Linked DNA regions of Macaca mulatta: region 1 is linked to region 2. Evidence: chromatin contacts called from public Hi-C data. All regions are on one chromosome and are shown on one strand. Each heading gives the region's core, a stretch centred on a gene start, on an enhancer-like site or on the middle of the called end of the contact. The rest is flanking DNA. Distances are from core to core; before and after follow the strand shown.

The links. A called contact is a pair of places that touch in the nucleus more often than the background predicts.
Region 1: a contact with region 2 is called in a Hi-C map of fetal cortical plate, with 2.3 times the contacts expected there. The contact joins the promoter of LDHB here to the promoter of GOLT1B in region 2. A contact is called at or near these places in 2 of 14 Hi-C or Micro-C datasets (fetal cortex germinal zone and fetal cortical plate).

Annotation. Positions count from the first base shown.
Region 1 is chr11:24,082,630-24,085,329 of T2T-MMU8v2.0, forward strand. LDHB (lactate dehydrogenase B) reads right to left here and starts at 1,419. Exons shown (of 7, transcript XM_077953704.1): 1 at 1,331-1,419.
Region 2 is chr11:23,941,060-23,943,759 of T2T-MMU8v2.0, forward strand. It overlaps GOLT1B (golgi transport 1B), which reads left to right and starts at 1,393. Exons shown (of 5, transcript XM_015151249.3): 1 at 1,393-1,552. The coding sequence starts at 1,528. It overlaps RECQL (RecQ like helicase), which reads right to left and starts at 1,239. Exons shown (of 16, transcript XM_077953692.1): 1 at 774-1,239.

The DNA.
Region 1 (2,700 bases), core at 169-2,668, 140 kb after region 2:
AACATCAGAGTGCAGGCTGCAAGGAACAAGAAGGACAAACCGGCCGGGCGCAGTGGCTCACGCCTGTAATCCCAGCACTTTGGGAGGCCGAGGCAGGTGGATCACGAGGTCAGGAGATCAAGACCATCCTGCCTAACACGGTGAAACTCCGTCTCTACTAAAAATACAAAAACAAAAATTAGCCGGGCGTGGTGGTGGGCGCCTGTACTCCCAGCTACTCGGGAGGCTGAGGCAGGAGAATGGCGTGGACCCGGCAGGCGGAGCTTGCAGTGAGCCGAGATCGCGCCACCGCACTCCAGCCTGGGCGACAGAGCGAGACTCTGCCTCAAAAAAAAAAAAAAAAAAAAAAAAAAAGAACGACAAACGGTAAAAATTTGTCTGAGTCTTGGTCCCTTATGTCTCCTCACTGCTGTGGATATATATCATTAGAAATAAGCGAGTGCCTTAATTTCAGGAACAAAGATCTCCTTTCAAGAATCTTTCTCACAGTAATCTTTTAAAGATTCAGGTTTTGCTTTTGAATTCCTCCCCTCCCCCCATCCCCCAGGCCCTTACTGCAGCTTGTACTGCTCGCGGCGCGCACAAACCATGTCCTCCTCAGGGTACAGGCAGCAAACAACAGCAGATCACAAGGGCAGGCAGAAGCTAGAGATTTCCCCGAGTAAGGTCTGTGGGGACAAGTCTAGGACTTCCTTACTCGGAGAACCCAAGGCTGGTAAAGTAAACGAAGCACCTAAGCATCAAGAAAAGAGGCCCTGCAGGAAAGAACTGGCGCATAGCTCCCGGAAAGGCTGAGAGCCGGGTAAAGATAAGTACAGCGCCAAACATGCTGGTCATCTAGGTGCCTTTCTCCCCATCCCAGCGAGTGCAGGGGCATTTCTCTATTACCTTGGTAGTAGATTGAAATATTCGAGGTAAAGATCGTCCAGCCTTCACAGGCCACCTGGTTCCGTCCCCCTCCCCCAGCTACTTGGGCACGTGTCCCGACTCCCGCCAGCAGGCCGTGGGGGTGATGCGGCCGCCATGAACCCACCAAGGACAAGCAGGGCCCGGTTTTAGCTGCAAATGCAGCAAGTCTCTCCCCTGATAGAACTCCCCTGAGCCGCCGCTGCTACCCTCCGCCTTCTGCTCCTCCGCCAGGGCACTACTCGCCCTGCGCCCCAAACCGAGCGGCAGAGTCAGGGCCCGAGGCCGGATGCTCAGGGCGAAAGGCCACGGAGGAGAGATGTGCTTCTTCCTCCTTCCCGCGGCTCCCCACACAATTACTCCCCCGCACGTCCCACCAGGCTAGTCTGTGAGCCAGGATTCAGGATCCTGAGCCGAAACCTACCAGGAGGGAGAAGACGCTGGAGACCTCAGTAACAGCAGTGCGGAGAACACAATGTGAGCTGCGTGCGTCTCCTCCGGCGCCGGCTCTGCAAGGAGGGAGGAGGGGGCGGGGGCGGGGCCCCACAACCTCCGCAGCCTCTTAGGTTTCTCCATTGTGATTGGAAACCGGAGCACCGCCTACCCCTCCCCTCGGCTCGCTCAATCCCCTTCAAGGACAAGGGCTCAAGTGTGCACACTCCCTCCCCCACCCTCCAGATAAGGGGGTCACCTTCCAGAGGCCTCCGCTCTCAGCTGGTCTCACATCTCGCAGGCTCTTTAATGCGGAGGCCACGTTATTTCTAAAACTTGCCCATCCCCGACTCTTCTGGATTTTAACAAAATCGATTAGATGTTGTTCAATTAGATTTAGTACAAATAGAAATACATTTCTATGTTGCATTTCAGTTAAACTTTAAAGGACTTAAAAAACTACATCTGAATTTAGATCATCTCCGTTTTAAAGTTCATTTGATGAAGATGACTATTTTTTTTCAACGCGTTTCAACAAACACGCACTGATTGCTTACTCGTTGCCTGACAAGGCCAATGAGGCCTGGTCCTTGACTTCTGAAGTTCCCCTACAATTCCACCTGGTCTCAAGGTCCGGCTTTGCCCTCTAGGGGAAATGGTGGGACCACTAAGTGAGATGCACTTTCTTTTTTAGTCCCTGATCGACTCCAGAGCTCGATGTTGTCATTCATCCCGTCTTCAACCCTCAGCCAGTGCTTGGTACCTAAATATATAGCATTGATGAATAAATGAATGAATGATAAACTGGAGGAATTCTGAAGAGTCTGGCTTCAGTTCTGTTTTCTTATAATGAAAATGCTTTCAAATATAGCCATCTCACAAACTCCCTATATGTGAAAAATGGTTTGTTTGGTTTTTTTTTGTAAACGCATATTTCTTGTATATGACCACTAATTCTATAATTATTGCTTCAGTTTCTTCTCAGTGCCAAGCATTGGTAAAAACATAAATATAACACTATGCCCTCTGAGGTGTTCCTAGTCCAATGGCGATAGACAAGTAGGCAACCTATTTCAATTACAATACAATGTGATAAGTGGCGATAGAAATCTGGTTAAAGTACAATAAAAATTCAGAGGAAAGAATCACTAAGAGAAGGGTTTGTTGAGAAGAATTCATAAGCCTCAAACTCTTCAAATCATTCAGCTAGTGGGGACTTTGAATGACTGAAGATACAGTCCAGTTACAAATTAAAATGTGATGGTGAGGAAAAGAGCTTGGAGGATAATCTCAAAAGTATTACATTAACCCTAAATCCAGGTTTGAAGCAAGAATAGCCAAGTCAGCCTAGCAAGATATCTA
Region 2 (2,700 bases), core at 143-2,642:
TCTAATATGGACACTTTCTAAAACTAAGATGCTCTCCAAAAGTCACTTCTGCAACACCTATCCTTAGACTGCTGACCTTACGCCCTTTCTACACAGAATTCTGAAGCCACCACTAGGCTGGAAAGATAGGCTGACTCTTTTTTGCCTTGCTAAAGAATGTGGAAATAACCACACCATTAAAAGAAGGCTAAATAGGAGAGTAAACCAAGGACTTCTAATTCTTTATACAAACATCTCTTCACGTAATGGAAATGTAACATTCCATCCATAGACTGTAAGGTCCTTTAGCAGGGCTGGAGTTCAATCTCTTCACCTTTGTATCCGCACAGCTCAGCAAAATGCCTTGATATAGTGAGGGCTCAGGTTTGCTAAGGCGGCAGGAGCTGTTTCTACCCTTAAGAAAAGACACAGTCTATATATCCAATTTCCCCCCACGATTTTAAATGACTCCTTTGATTATGCCGTTAAAAGACTGCTCCTTCCCAAAATAATGTGATTTGTTAGCAGAAGATATCTCAACATAAAATGTATCCAGAAATTGAACTACAGCGGGTTTGTCACTCAGAAGTATAAGCTAGGCATCCACAAGAAAAATGTTACAAGGTGACAGCCAGTCATCAATGTTGGAGGAAACGCCACTGAGGTACCACAGGCTAAAACCTCTCTCTCCCCGCCACCTGCATTTAGAGGCAATAGTAATTGAATATTAGTAACGCCCTTCCTTCCGCTGCTGTGAAGCAGGGGATGGAAGAAGCATCCCCAGTAGTATTTACCAACAAATGGCAGCTGCTAATAAACAGGCTTCGGTGGCCAAGGCTCCTGCATAGAAAAGAGTGGGGAGATCAAAAGACCGGTCAGCAGGCGAACGTGCCCCTAAAGGCCCGAGTTCTCGGAGCAGAGCAGTGATTAACGTTCCGGTTTCTCCTCCGCCAATGTGTGGGCGAAAGGAAGTGACCCGCTACAGACCGGCCTCGCCCTCCAGCAGGAAAGGGAAGAATGAAACAAGAAACGCACACCCTTGACCCTTCAAAGCTGTAACAGTAGTTATCCCAGAGCCTCTCCCCACTGAGGAGCCCAGTCTGACTCTCCGGTGTCTGACTCTCCAGTGTCCGACTCTCCTGTGTCCGACTCTCCGATCTCCGACTCTCGGATCTCCGACTTCAAAGCACCCAGGCCTCGAGCCGATCTTTCTTCTGCTCGGGAGTAAAATCTTCCCGCCACCCAGCTGAGAGCATCCACCCTTCCGGGTCGGTCCGTTCAGCCAATCACAAATAACACCCTTCTCTAATTGGTCAAGGGGTGTGGTCACCATGAGCGTCACCGAACAACATTACGATTTATTGGTTGAGATTGGAAGCAGGTTTCGCCAATAGGAAGCGGTCTTAAAGCGGCAGTGAGGGTGGCTGCGTGTTTCCGGAAGACGTGGCGGCTCTCGCCTGGGCTGTTTCCCGGCTTCATTTCTCCCGACTCAGCTTCCCACCCTGGGCTTTCCGAGGTGCTCTCGCCGCTGTCCCCAACACTGCAGCCATGATCTCCTTAACGGACACGCAGAGTAAGCACCTGCTCCGGGGTCCCCGCCTCGAGCCGTGCACACCCATCACCTGGCTGGGTCTTGCCCCTCCACAGGGTCAATGAATGAAGCTCCGGGTTGGGGGCGGCGGCCTGCGAGACAGAGCTAGGGCTGCTGGGACCCTAAGGGGCTGCCTTGGGGATGCCGGGGCTAGACTTGCAGTGGCGGACCTGACCTGGGAGAAGAGTCTGTGGGGCAGGGTGGGACGCCGTAGCTGGGGAGGGGAGCTTTAGCCGAGTCTGTCTCATTCCAGGGTCGCGATGATCTCCTCATCCCCAGTGAGATAGGCGCTTTGTTCTGGGGGCTCGCCACAAGAGAAAGTTTGCGTGGTGCCCACGGCCCACTCTCGGGATCGTTTATGCGCATGACACACTTCGGGTCCTCTACAAGTCCCTGGCTGGCTGGTTATTTGGGAGGCGGTATTTTAAATGTCACCTACAGTAGGCTCTTTTTGAAAATGTGCTTACGCTTAAATGTGGCATTTTGAATATTCGCTTTTTGCCAGTACTGTAAGCAACCTTTTAGAAATCTCTTGAAACATTCTCACTTTTCTACCTGCTAAAGTTTCAAGCAGTAGAGAAAAGCCACTTTGTGTTCCATTAAAGGATGTATTTCGTTGGTATTGTATATTGTGCTTTGTGGCTTGTTTTGTTATTTTAGCATCACTCTCTGCCTGCCACAGAGTTCTCCAGGCCTATTTCATCTCTAAAGCTAGCATTGATACCGGTTTCCTTTTCTCTCATTATAATATTTCCACTTTCCTACTGCTTTTTGTTAATGTTAATAATTTTTGTATTTATGTCTGCCCAAGCTCTATGCCTCATCTTTTGATGGTCGTAAGAGTCCCTTTTTGTCTCACTTTGCTTTATCTGCCACGCCTTTCATTTCATTCCAGTTAACTGAGATTTTCAAGATTTTAAGACTTAAACAGTGTATTGAAGTAAAAAATAGAAGTTTATTTAAAATGCCCTATTTTAAAGTGGAGTCTTCATGTGTAGATTCAAGTCATGGCAGACCAACTTCACAGAGCTTCTAAGGCCTCCTACACACACTGCCACCCCCCAGTCAGACTGTCTTCCCTCCTGAGGCTGGACTGCGGCTGCTCCTTGGGGCCACCTGCCCCAACGTTG